3 separate regions of the Mus musculus genome follow, and regions 2 and 3 are each linked to region 1. A link is a contact called in public promoter capture Hi-C data. All regions are on one chromosome and are shown on one strand. The core of a region is the stretch at or near the end of the contact, and the rest is flanking DNA. Distances in the headings are between cores, read along the strand shown.

Region 1 (4,057 bases), core at 150-2,649:
CTCCTGTGGTTTGGACATAGCCTAGGGGTTCGCAAGTTAAACCATGACGCTCATATTGAGGTTCTAAGGTGGAGCCTCCATCGCACAATCCCGGTGACTCTACAAGAGACACCAAAAGGCCAGCAGAGAGCTATGTCCATATGTCCATCATCCTAGCACTGGAGAGGTAGAGGCAGGAGGACGGAGTTCAAGGCTAGCCTCAACTACAATCCAAGTCGGGAGACCAGCCTAGGTTAGAAGAGATTCTGTCTGGTGAGTCTGATCAGACCATGACTCTGGCCATGTGCCACCTCAGGATCTCCCAACATGATTGAACCATCTAGAAAGGTCAACTTTAAATTCACCATGGCCTGGGTATCTCTGATGTAAGGCTCTTCTCCAAATTCAAAACTTTCCAACACTATGAAATTGACCAAAAAACTCAATAAAATTAACACTCTCCCTGGGTGGCTGAGCAGTGGTAGTTCAGGGCACAGGACCCAGGTTCAGTTCCCAGCACTCACAAGCATTTGTAATTCAAGTTTCAGGAACACGCAAGGTGCATGTACATTAACAGAAGCAAAATACTAACTTACAAAAACGAAACACCTGTCAAACGCCAAACTCAGAAACACCCACTGATCCTCAACCGAGTGGTACTGGGTCTAAACACTTCCAAAAAGTTAAGGTTAATGTCAGTGGGGAAAGAAAAAAAAAAAAAAAAAAGTCCAGCAATCAAGTGCAGAAGGCAGCACGGACTTAAGCGTGAGACTGGCCTGCACTGGAAGTCCCTGTCTGCTGCCCTCCCGTCTCTTGCCCCGGGAATAGAGGCTGTCAACCACCCGTGGGCAGCGAGCGAGCGCACTCCGGGGTCCCCGCTCACCTTGGCTGCGGTGATGTTGAGTTCCCGCAGCTGCGCCTTGAGATCGGAGTTCATCTCCAGCTCGAGCAGCGCCTGGGGAGACAGAGAACGTGGGCGCCATGCCGGGGGTCAGGGGACCCTGAGGTCAAGCGCGATCGCGGGGGGCACCCGGGCGACAAGCTCACCTGAGAGATGCCAGACTCGAACTCGTCCGGCTTCTCGCCATTGGGCTTCACGATCTTGGCGCTCGAGCTGAACATGGCTTCACCCTGAGGGGAGGAAGGTGCCACCGGTCACCTGGGGCGCGGGCCGCCAAAGCCGGGGCCATCTACGGGCGCAAGGCGGATAATCCGCTGCATCCCACCCCGGGGAGCAGGCTCTGCCGCCCCGGACGCCCCCCAAGAGTCTGTTCCCCCAAACTCTGCGAAAAACCGCGGCCACATTGCGGCCCGCGAACCTACCTGACGGATCGCCGGCTTAGAAAGAGGGACGGCTCTCGCGAGAACGGCTCATATCCGGGTGGCGGAAGAAAAGAGGTGGGGACAGCGGAAGTAGGTGGGTGGAAACCGGAAGCTCTTCTGAAAAGAGTTGGACCGCCTAGAGTGTACCGGAAAATAGTTCCCTACTGGGAACTAATGCGGGAGGATGAGCGTGCCGGTTTCGCTTGTTCCCGGTAGTCGTCAGCGTTCGGCTCCGTTGGTGAAAATTCTCCGCTCCCCTAGTTGGAGACCTGGGCAGAGTGGTGGCGGCCGGACGGCCCTAGGAAAAAGAAAGAAAGCAGCTTCCTTCCCCACGAAGATGGGACGTTTCAAATGTTTCATTAGTCCCCAGCTTTCTCCGCGTTTCCTGCTAACACAATGAAAGGGAATCAGCATGGTGGTGGCGCACGCCTGTAATCCCAGCACTCGGGAGGCAGAGGCAGGCGGATCTCTTGAGTTTGGGGCCAGCCTGGTCTACAAAGAGAGTTCTGGGACAGACAGGGCTACGTATACAAACCATGTATCAAAAAATGAGGTACGGGGTTGGGGCGGGAATCAGACTTGTGTTCAGCTCTTCCTATAGGGAATCAAATTAGTGAGGTAGTGTTAATTAATAGTCATTAATTCCTGGTTTTTACGTATATTGCTTGGTACAGCAGACGATTCTAGAACATGTCCAGGAACCCCTGTCTTCACAAGTATGAAGCTGCCCTGTTGAACATCTGCCGAGAATGCTAAATATGGTGGCTCATGCCTTTTCTCAGGATTCAGAGGCGGGGATCACTGTGAAGGCAGGCTTGGTCTGCGAGTGCCAGAGCTGCAATAGAGACCCTGTCTCAAAAAAAAAAAAAAAAAAAAAAAATCCATTTTCAGAGAGTACCAATAACGGAAGCTGACGGTGGGGTTAGCTGTAGAAGGCCAGGCTTCTGCCTGCCTGGGCTACCTGCAAAACAGGGACAGTTAAGCCCTAAAAGGTGGGGAGAGCAAGGAAGCCAGGTCAGTGAGAAACACTAAAACAGAATGAACCTTTAATCTCAACACTCGAGAGGGAGAGGCAGAGGCAGACAGATCTCTGAGTTTGAGGCCAGCCTGGTCTACAGGACAGCCAGGGCTACATAGAGAAACCTTGTCTGGAAAAACCAAAAGGGAGAAAAAAAAAAAAAAAAAGAATGAAGACAGCCCTGGGAGAGCACTCTCTATAGTGGAGCAATTTCCTTTAGTCAGGGCATTGTCAGAAAAAAAGAGACAGACAGACAGATTAGGAACAGTAAGTCAGAAAGATCTGAGGATGGGAAACAACAAACTCATCAAAGCAATGTTTACTGAAGAAATGCCCACCACTGCTGACTGTCACCCTAACTTCATGTGCCCTGTGAGGCTCTGCTCTAGACAGGCAATACAAGCACACCTGATTCACATGTAGTTGAATAGCCTGTTTTAGCCTAGAAGCTGGTTACTAAAACCAAGTGAATCCTTGTCATCACGGAAAACACAGTTTGGTAAAGACATTATGTAAATACATGATGAAATATACAGGACTGGAGGGATGGCTCAGTGGGTCAGAGAGCGATGACTGCTCTTCTGAAGGTCCTGAGTTCAAATCCCAGCAACCACATGGTGGCTCACAACCATCCGCAATGAGATCAGATGCCCTCTTCTGGTGTGTCTAAAAACAACTACAGTGTATTTACGTATATTAAATAAATAAATTTTTTTAAAAAATAAATATACAATATTTTGTTATGGCTTGCATAACAAAAAAATGTGCGAAAGTGTAAGGAGGACAGATGTACACTTTAGGGAGTTAGGAAAGCCTTTGAAAGGGATGATAGAGCTGGGCATGATGGCGCACACCTTTAGTCCCAGCACTTGGGAGGCAGAGGCAGGCAGATTTCAGAGTTCGAAGCCAGCCTGGTAGTGAGTTCCAGGACAGCCAGGGCTATACAGAGAAACCCTGTCTCGAAAAACCAAAAAATAAAATAAAATAAAATAAAATTTAAAAAAAGAAAGAAAGGGATGATAGTACTACCCTGGGACATGAAGGAGCAGTTAGGACCCAGTCACTTGGCACCAGGTACATTTCACCCTTACACCACATTCTGGAGCAGAGATAGATTATTTAGCCTTTTGGGTTTTACTGTCTGTCAAGGTGAGTGGAGAAATTATTACTCAACTACGAGCCAGATCCTTTGTTTTGTCTTTTGTCTTTTGTCTTTTTTTTTTTTTTCAAGACAGGGTTTCTCTGTGTAGCCCTGGCTGTCTTGGATCTTACTCTGTAGACCAGGCTGGCCTTGGACTCATATAGCTCAGCCTGCCTCTGCCTCCTGAGTGCTGGAATTAAAGGCGTGCGCCACCACCACCTGGTTGCAATCTTTCTAATTTTTAAAGGTTCAGGCAGAGGAGGGTAGCAGCATTCACCACTAGTCAGTCCAGAGGTCAGGAAGTAGAGACAGGTAGGTCCCTGTGACTTTGAAGCCAGCCTGGTGTGTATAGTGACATTCAGGACATTCAGGGGTCTTTGAAAAATGTGTCAAATTGAAGCTTCTTTGATGAGATGTATATAAATTATACATATAAATATATATTATTTAAAACAAATTTTAACTTTAAACTTATTTTGATTATATTCTTCCAACTCCTTCCAGACTCTATACACCTCCCTACCCACCCAACTTTAAGTTCTTTCTCAAAAAACAAAACCCTAATATATCAACAAAGTCCCCCAAAACAGGAAAAC
Region 2 (3,945 bases), core at 334-2,833, 2.4 Mb before region 1:
GTGGGGAGAGGATACACTAGAGATTGAAATCAGAACCTTCCAATGCTAAGCACAAGCTCTGCCACTACATTGTTACCTTAATGTCTCAGCTACTTCTCTGTTGCTGAGATAAAATGCCACAACTAGAAGTGAATTATGGGAGCAAGAGTTTATTTTGGCTTACGGTTCTAGACAGGAGAAGGTACCAAAAGAAGACATCTCATACTGACTGCTGGCTTCAACACATGCATGCACAGATGTGCACACCCACCTACTACCATGATGGAGAATACATCTCACACTGGCTTCTACACATACATGTACAGTTGTGTATACCCACCCACTACACCCATACACACACGGGGGAGAGGGGTAGGAGAGAGAAAGAGAGAGAAGGAGGGAGAGGGAGGGAGGGAGGGAGGGAGGGAGGGAGGGAGGAGGAGGAGGAGGAGGAGGAGGAGGAGGAAGTCGTCACTGAGTGTCTGTCTTTTTGTTTTCTTTGTATGATGGGCTACATTTTAGAAATATAGCCATACATTCTTAGACTTCCAGAGCTGAATTTTGGCTTTCCTTTTTTTCTGTAATGCATGAGACAAAAGTATGTAGCTTTGCATGTGATTTACTTATACTGTGACAATGATAGGATCCCTCACAAGGAAATGCTCAAAACTCCTTGTATGATTCTTAGAGGAAAAGAGACCATGAGGCTCATCTGCTATCTGTGATCACTGCATGCCTACCTCACCATGTCCTCCACTTTGGTAGCTCCGAATTGGTCAAGGTTTGTCTCCGTTCCTTCATTTCCTACCCTAAGCACCAATGCTATTCCTGTAAGTGCACCCTTCTCCTTCCCTTCCACGTGAATTCCCTAAAGGCTCACACTCACTCGCTTCATGCCAGCACCTGCCTCAGCACGTGGGGGATGCTGGGAACAGGACAACAGACTCATAACGTGACATATTTAAAACAGAAAAACAAGTGTGTTGGTGGTCCAAGTCTATCCTACAGAATCCTAGATTCATATCAAACGTTAAGAAAGCAACAGGGAAAGTAAGACTAGGATGATGGGGAATCAGTCTTGTTTAAGATTGTGAAGCTTCTGGGGTTTAAGCTTGCTCTCAAACTCAAATTCCAGCATGGGCAGCCTCCTCTACCTAAGAAAATGTCCACATGGGAGGGTTTTTAGGCTCAGCAGACCCCAGGGATCTTTGACCTTCAACCTTGTGGCTCTGAGAGGCCTCTTTTACTTCCTTGGATTAAAACTAGCAAACAAACAAAATCCCTGGAGGCAATAGCAATATCAAATTACCTAGAACACCTGGGTTTAAAACAGAGGAAGAAAAAGGAGGGGGAAAAAAGAAGATAAAGTTAACAATGTTGTGCGGACAATCTTTGATTTTAAAATACTTTGTAAATTAGCACCGTAGGCTTAACCCAGCTCCTCTTCTTCTTGTGTGATGGGGTGGGTAGCTGGCTGTACTTGCTCCGCAAGGAAGTATCTCTCCCTCAAGGGCTCTGTCACCTTTGCTCTTTCTCAGTCCTGGGGCCTTATGAAGTCTTGCTGTAGTCATAGCAACAAGGGAACATCACACTCCCAGCTAATTACCAATCTTTCTGGGTAAGGAAAGAAAATTAATTTCCTCGGACGGACAAGGTAAGCCTCCACACTACAAATGTTTCTTATATTATATTTCAAAAGACAAAAATGTGGCTGTCCTTTGCTGGATTCGATCAGTAATTAGTTAGAAGCATAATTTGCATTCACAGAGTAATTGTGTTTACTTTCCAAGCTAATACAATTTTCAGGGAAAACTAGTAGATCAGCAAGAGTAAGACCCCCCACCCTGTGAGCAAAGGCCTTTATGTTTTATTTAAAGTTGTCACGTGGAGCCTGCATTTTCTTTCAGATCTCTCAAGCTGTGTGGCAGTTCCCCAAATGGCTCGTTCCAGAAACAGCTTTGGATCGTACATTTGTGTCTCATCTGTTGACAAGCATTTTAGTTTTCTACGAGTTCCCTCTAGTACTCGCCTTACCAAATACAACTGTTGGCGCGGAGTCTCCAAATGGCGGATTGATACAGTCCCACAAACCCTACACTTCGCAGTCGGATCAATCACTTTGCATTTGGCTGCAACAAAGAGAAAATGATTTCTAAAGGTGCTGACTCAGAGCTTAGTGAGATTTACTTAAATGCATTTCATATTTTAATTAAAACATATAGATGCTCCTCACTTCCTTGAGAGAAGGAATATGATATCTCTCCATAGTTTGGATGTGTGCCTTTCCCTGTGGCATCCTATTCTTTCTTCTTGCTCTAATCAGGAACCAGGCATTTGGGGGGAGAGAGCTTCTGTATACAGTATGCTATTTGATTTTCTTCTCTGGTGAGCTCTTGCATAGGCTGGAGAACAGAGATTAAAGGTGTGTATATTTAGTATCAGAAAAGCAGAGTGTATGTTTTCGCATCTCCTTTATACATTAATCAAGAGAGCTGGCTTCCAGGGAACGATTGCTGCTACCATTGGGAAAAAAACAGCAGCCTCTTAATCAGTGTTTCACTGTTGTCAGCTGGGGAGTCAGGGAGAGTTAGGAGCTACTGGGCTCCTTCCCAAAGGGCTCTCATCTCCTGATAAAACTTGTCCTTTTTCCTTCCCAATCCGGAAGCCTAGGATCCAGTATCAGCAGTACTATATGTCATATTCCAGGATATTTCATTCTTGTTCCCTTAACTGATTGGTTCTATCTAGAAAGAGGCAGATTTTTTTTTGGTCCCCCTTTTAATGGAACTGTAATTCAGATTCTGAATTTCAACAATAACAAACAAATAAACACCTGTTGGACTGATTCCTAGCCTCATAGCCTGGGCATTGTCTGTGCCCTCTCTGATGAAATCCTGGGGACTGCACCTGGGTTACTATGACATTACAATACACTGGGAGTGAGATTAGACACCAGGGCCAGCTTCCACAGCTTTGAGGAATTTAATAGTGAAACTGGCTGACCCCCTTCATTACTGATCTCCAGTTTCCCTGATTTATGGATGGGAGCACTACAGCCCAGGAAATGAAGACAGTGGGTGCAGTCTACCCACAGGATAGAGGAGCAAAGCAAACCTGTCATCAAATGGCCCCAGGTCCCTGAAAGCGAGTTAGTGGTGAAAACTGGCTAGCTACCTCTTTCTATGTCTTCTGGAGGGTTTTTTTGTTTTTTGGAGTTTTTTTTTTTTTTTTTTTTTTTTTTTTTTTTTTTTGTCTGTCTGTTTGTTGTTTGCTCTTTTGGTTTTTTATAAACCCCTGAAATATAAAATCTGATTTGAATTCTAGTGGACAGCCTGATTTGTGACTTTGTTAGAGTTCATCAAAAGACCCTTACTCAGAAAGACCACAGAGACCACCGCCATTGCTGCAAAACGCATGAGGATTTTTATTGATCCAACATGTTGGGGACTCCCCTCCCAGCACACAGGCCAGAGGAGAAACCCAAAACAAAGAAAGAACACTTTTTATACCTTTGTAAGGGGTAGATTTGAGCAACAAGGTTCTCATTGGTGTAGCAAGTAACCCTTTCAGCCATTGGTTGGTTTGTATAGTGACTAAGTAACCCTTTGGCCTAGTGACTCACTTTGCTTGCTCCCATGGTGGGTTATTATGATTTGGTCAACAAAGTAATAGTACATTTTGAACTTATGGATCAGCTATTAATGTCACAACTATTAACATCAGAGGAATTCTCCCAACAAGGTCAGGGTGGTTTGTGGTCTTTGTCAGAATTCAGTGGGGGGTAGGGGGCAGGAGAATTGCTAATCTTGTTATGGTTATTTCTCTGAGAACAGCTAATATTGTTTTGGTAGCTGCAGGGTTAATCATTTTGACCTCTAAAATTATGTTTATATATTTGTTTAGTCAGCCAGCCTCCTTATCTGGCTCTGCAGTTGGCCTGCAAGTACAATTTGGAAAGTCCTGTTC
Region 3 (4,199 bases), core at 1,009-3,508, 2.9 Mb after region 1:
ACGCCTTTAATCCCAGCACTTGGGAGGCAGAGGCAGGCAAATTTCTGAGTTCAAGGCCAGCCTGGTCTACAAAGTCAGTTCCAGGACAGCCAGGGCTACGCAGAGAAACCCTGTCTCAAAAAACCAAAAAAAAAAAAAACAAAAAAACTGAAGCACTAGGAGACTTTGTCATAACTGATTTAAAATCTAGAAAAGCTAACATTAAACAGAAAGGAGAGCTGTCTGGAAACACTTTTTTGTTGTTTTTTGTTTTTCGAGACAGGGTTTCTCTGTATAGCCCTGGCTGTCCTGGAACTCACTTTGTAGACCAGGCTGGCCTTGAACTCAGAAATTTGCCTGCCTCTGCCTCCCAAGTGCTGGGATTAAAGGCGTGCGCCACCACCACCGGGCCCTGAAACTCATTTTTTAACCTTAGCTAGGTCAGTAGTGATTATTTTCATGTTAGAATAATTTTTATTTCCCCAGGCAATCTTTGGCTAATAACTTAGAAACTAGGGTAATACTTTTACCCATGCAGTATCAAGACACTCTACTGGGAAACTCAGGTTTTTTTCATTTCTCTCACATACTTCCACAAACCAACCTATTAGCAGCTGCTGGATTCTCCACCAAAATATTTGTGGCAACTGCCTACTCTATGTCCTGCTCCCACTCCCCCTGCCTACTCTCTCTGTCCTGCTCCCATTCTCCCTACGGCGTTGCTGGGGACCCGTGCTAGCTGGTTAAGTTGCTCTACCACTGAGCTTCGATTCAACTAAACTGAGCCTCCCTCTGTGGCACTGCAACCACCCATAGATGATTTATACTTACTTCTGTTGTTCCTCTCCTACACCATTCTCCATAGAAGAGTCAAAATTGTTGCTTCATAGCCACTTAAACCCTTTATCATGATTTTCAAAGTCCTGAAAAAGGTAATTTGTGTTCTCCTTCTCAACTTAAAGCTAACTAGTCTACCGACATTTGGTCCTCTCTATACCTTCCTACCATTCCAAAAACACCTTTCCCTGGCACTCTGAAACTTCCTACTCCATGGGCATTCATTTCTCTCTCTTTTCTTTTCTTTTCTTTTTTTTTTTTTTTTGGTTTTTCGAGACAGGGTTTCTCTGTGTAGTCCTGGCTGTCCTGGAACTCACTCTGTAGACCAGGCTTGCCTCAAACTTAGAAATTCGCCTGCCTCTGCCTCCCAAGTGCTGAGATCAAAGGCGTGCGCCACCACTGCCCGGCAAGCACCTGTTTCTAAAAGTTCTCACCACAAATTGTAAACAGCTGTTAAAGAAGAAACCAATCTGCTTGTCTCCTTTGACAGAATGAAAACTCGAAGACAAGAACGTAGTCTTATTGTTTACCATTCCACCATTCTATCTCCAAGCCTACAAGTATCTGCATGCAATTATATAACTTAGTGTTTGAAGACTGGGCGCACTCAGTCAATTCCTAAAGAAAAAGCCTTTCCTCCTGCTTGGCGATAAAACTGTCTGAAGCACTCAAAGCCAAGTGCTAAAACTAAAACCAAGAAAACGAAGCCAGCAGAAATGAGGTTTGAAGCTACTCGTAATATGCGATGTCCCCAAAAGATGCGAAAGGACCACGGCCGAAGGACCGGGCATGCTTTGAGTTCCGGTAGAAAAGATGCTCCGCTTATAACTTCGAAAACTATATCCGACTCTCTTCTCTAACCACTAGTCCGCGAAAAGCCAACAAGACAATAACCACAGGCGGTGACCACTGCAGCAGCCGCCCGAAGCCGAGAGGCAGCAGGAAGTCTCCAACCCACTCTCGCCCAGAGTCCGGACGCTTCTCCAATTCCGAGAGTGGAAAACGCCCGCCTATTTCCCCAGCAAAAGTGCAAAGCAACCGGAATGAGAACAAAAACAAAAACAAAACTGGGACCCTCCCTTTCCAACAAGTCTGCGCGGAGGAGGGTCCCGAAACGAGCTCAGCGGCACCAAAGGAGCCGTGCTGCCGGTCTCCAGGATGGAGGCACCGCTCCGGAGGGTAGGCCGGGAAGCAGCAGACTCAGCCCGGGACCGGGTCTGAGCTTGCTTCCTCTCCGCCACGTCCCGGCGCAGTGGGGCGAGCATAGCCCCTTGTGCCTGCTGGGCGACCAGTCCCACACGAGCCACGGGGGCAAGAAACTAGGACCCCCGCTGCCTCCGCCTCCTTACCAGTGTGATCCATGATTCGGCTCGCGGGGCACAGTGGGAACGGAAGTCAGTCGCTCCGGAGTCGCAGTAAGCGCCTGCGCCCTACCTTCCGGAGCGCAGAGGCGGAAGTGCGCCCGAACTGCTCTCACGGGCTTCCCTCCCTAGCCGTAGCACCCGACTCCGGCGAAGGAGTCAGACATAGCCAGGACTGAGGCGGGAAGAGGGGGAACACGAGGGTTTTGGTGTCGAGGCTGCTAGTTCTCCCCAGAGGCAGCCCTCAGCTGTAGGAATGATACTTCTCGCAGTGAGAAAGCAATAGGAACCAAAGGGAAGCGCGGCAGGCAGGTAAGCCGCCGCCCGCCCCCCTGCGGCGCGAGGCCTTCTGGGATTTGTAGTCCGCCCAGAGCGCAGTCTCAGCCGTTGGGCTGGTCCCACCCCAGCGGGCGGAGTAACGGTTTGGAATGCCCCCCGGATCCGCCGCCGGGTGTAGAGAAGTGTAAACACGCACGCTCCGTGGGTGCCCGAGGGAAGCTGTGTTAGGCGTCCGGGAGGGAGGCAAGGTCCTCATTGTCTAATTGTGCTTTGTCCTGAGGAACCCCAACGCCCACTCGACACGCGCGTTTGCCCTGGCTCCCACCGTAGTTTCTCAACTGAATCGCGTGTTACAATGCTAACTAGCCCATGGCTCTAGAGAACACCACCAGGCTCCTGGAATCCCTGCTAAAGCTGGAGGGAGCACCAGGAGGTCCCCGTTCAACGAAAATACAAAGCAGTTGTGTGCAAAGGGGGTGAAGGAGGGAAGATAGGGACCGATGGAGTCGGAGGGAGAGCGTTAGAGCTTGACTAGAAGGAAGAGATGAGAAAGGGCAGGCCCCGACTGAAGAAAAGAGAGTTACCACAACAGGCGGTACCTAGTTCCAGTTCTTGGTCCCTGGGGTCTGTGGTTGCCGCTTTCATCTTGCTCAGCCAAAACAAAGAAGAGTGTCAACGGCGACTGCTGAAGACCTTCAGAGCACCCCCCACCTCGATTTGGCTCATAATAGGTCTTCTGCCTTCCCCAGCCCTTCACACTTGAAGCTCTCGTATGAGTAGAAAGGAACACAATTAGTGGAAAACATCAGCCTAGGAGTCAAGGGATTTGGGCTCTATGCTTGTCCCTTGGTGACGACATCGTTACCTTGGGTTGTTCACGCTTTCAGTGCCAGAGTTCCTAGATCAATAAAACATTATTATGTTGGCCTTTCTTAAAAATATTTTCACAGTACTCAATTCTGAATCAAGTATGTGTAGCAATGTGTTGTGTGCGTTGCACAGTAACAACGGTGACTAACACTGCAGTGATCCTAGTGTAAGTATACCATGTTATTTAGTGATTGTCTTAATTGTGGTCTTTTCCAAGACTCCCACTCATTGCGGCTTTACAAACAAGGTTGTAGGTACACTCAAATAAGGACATTTCTAAGTCGATATCCTTTTGGTTTTGTTGTTGTTAAAAATGTAAGTTTCTGTACTACGGGGTGTTTTTCATAATTTTTCAGTTGCTGGAATTAGTCGGGTGGGGTTGGGTACTGGTATGTCTCTCAATCTAGGGCTGATGCGCTGGGCTATTTAACCACTGTCTGCTACAGAAGGAACTGGGACAAATGGCTAAGTGTGGTGCGTACTTGCTGGCCTCCAGGAGGCTTCCTCAGTATCACAATATCATAAGTACCAGTGGCTCCTCTCAGCCCCGTGGACCCTACACTTCAGCTCATGGGCTTCCCTCCCCCCCCCCCCCAGGCTTTGCTTTTCTGTATAACCCTGGCATTTGTCTTTCCCTCGTCTCTTTCCCTCCCTCCTTCCCTTCTTCCCCTCCCCTCTCTCATTCTCATTTTCCTCTCTTGTCCCTATTTCCTCTCGTGGCTGGGTCCAAACCTCTGGCCATGTTTGGTCTACTACTTCCTCTTCCTGCTCAGGGCTCACGCAGATGCCTCTGGCTGTGCTCCCCCTCATAGCTACAATGAAAACCTTACCCTCAGCCATACCCTGGAGAGGTCGTGCTTCACTTTATACATC

Evidence for each region. Promoter capture Hi-C pulls out the DNA fragments that hold promoters and counts their contacts. Capture Hi-C pulls out chosen DNA fragments and counts their contacts.
Region 2: a contact with region 1 is called in a promoter capture Hi-C map of hippocampal neurons, with 6 times the contacts expected there. The contact joins the promoter of 4930480M12Rik here to the promoter of Rps7 in region 1. A contact is called at or near these places in 3 of 39 promoter capture datasets (hippocampal neurons and liver).
Region 3: a contact with region 1 is called in a promoter capture Hi-C map of adipose tissue, with 3 times the contacts expected there. The contact joins the promoter of Cbll1 here to the promoter of Rps7 in region 1. A contact is called at or near these places in 1 of 39 promoter capture datasets (pre-B cells), 6 of 484 Hi-C or Micro-C datasets (B cells, CD4 T cells, CD8 T cells and 1 more), 4 of 115 datasets of contacts at active chromatin or transcription factors (astrocytes, memory CD8 T cells, regulatory T cells and 1 more) and 2 of 9 other capture datasets (adipose tissue and liver).

What each region holds. Positions count from the first base shown.
Region 1 is chr12:28,634,554-28,638,610 of GRCm38.p6, forward strand. Rps7 (ribosomal protein S7) reads right to left here and starts at 1,400. Exons shown (of 7, transcript NM_011300.3): 1 at 1,303-1,400; 2 at 1,027-1,110; 3 at 863-934. The coding sequence starts at 1,101.
Region 2 is chr12:26,209,684-26,213,628 of GRCm38.p6, forward strand. 4930480M12Rik (RIKEN cDNA 4930480M12 gene) reads left to right here and starts at 1,584. Exons shown (of 3, transcript NR_046278.1): 1 at 1,584-1,633; 2 at 3,883-3,945. It overlaps Gm29687 (predicted gene, 29687), which reads right to left and starts at 822. Exons shown (of 5, transcript NR_131149.1): 1 at 720-822.
Region 3 is chr12:31,497,358-31,501,556 of GRCm38.p6, forward strand. It overlaps Cbll1 (Casitas B-lineage lymphoma-like 1), which reads right to left and starts at 2,259. Exons shown (of 6, transcript NM_001253847.1): 1 at 2,166-2,259. The coding sequence starts at 2,178. It overlaps Gm40362 (a long non-coding RNA gene), which reads left to right and starts at 2,263. Exons shown (of 2, transcript XR_872643.3): 1 at 2,263-2,489.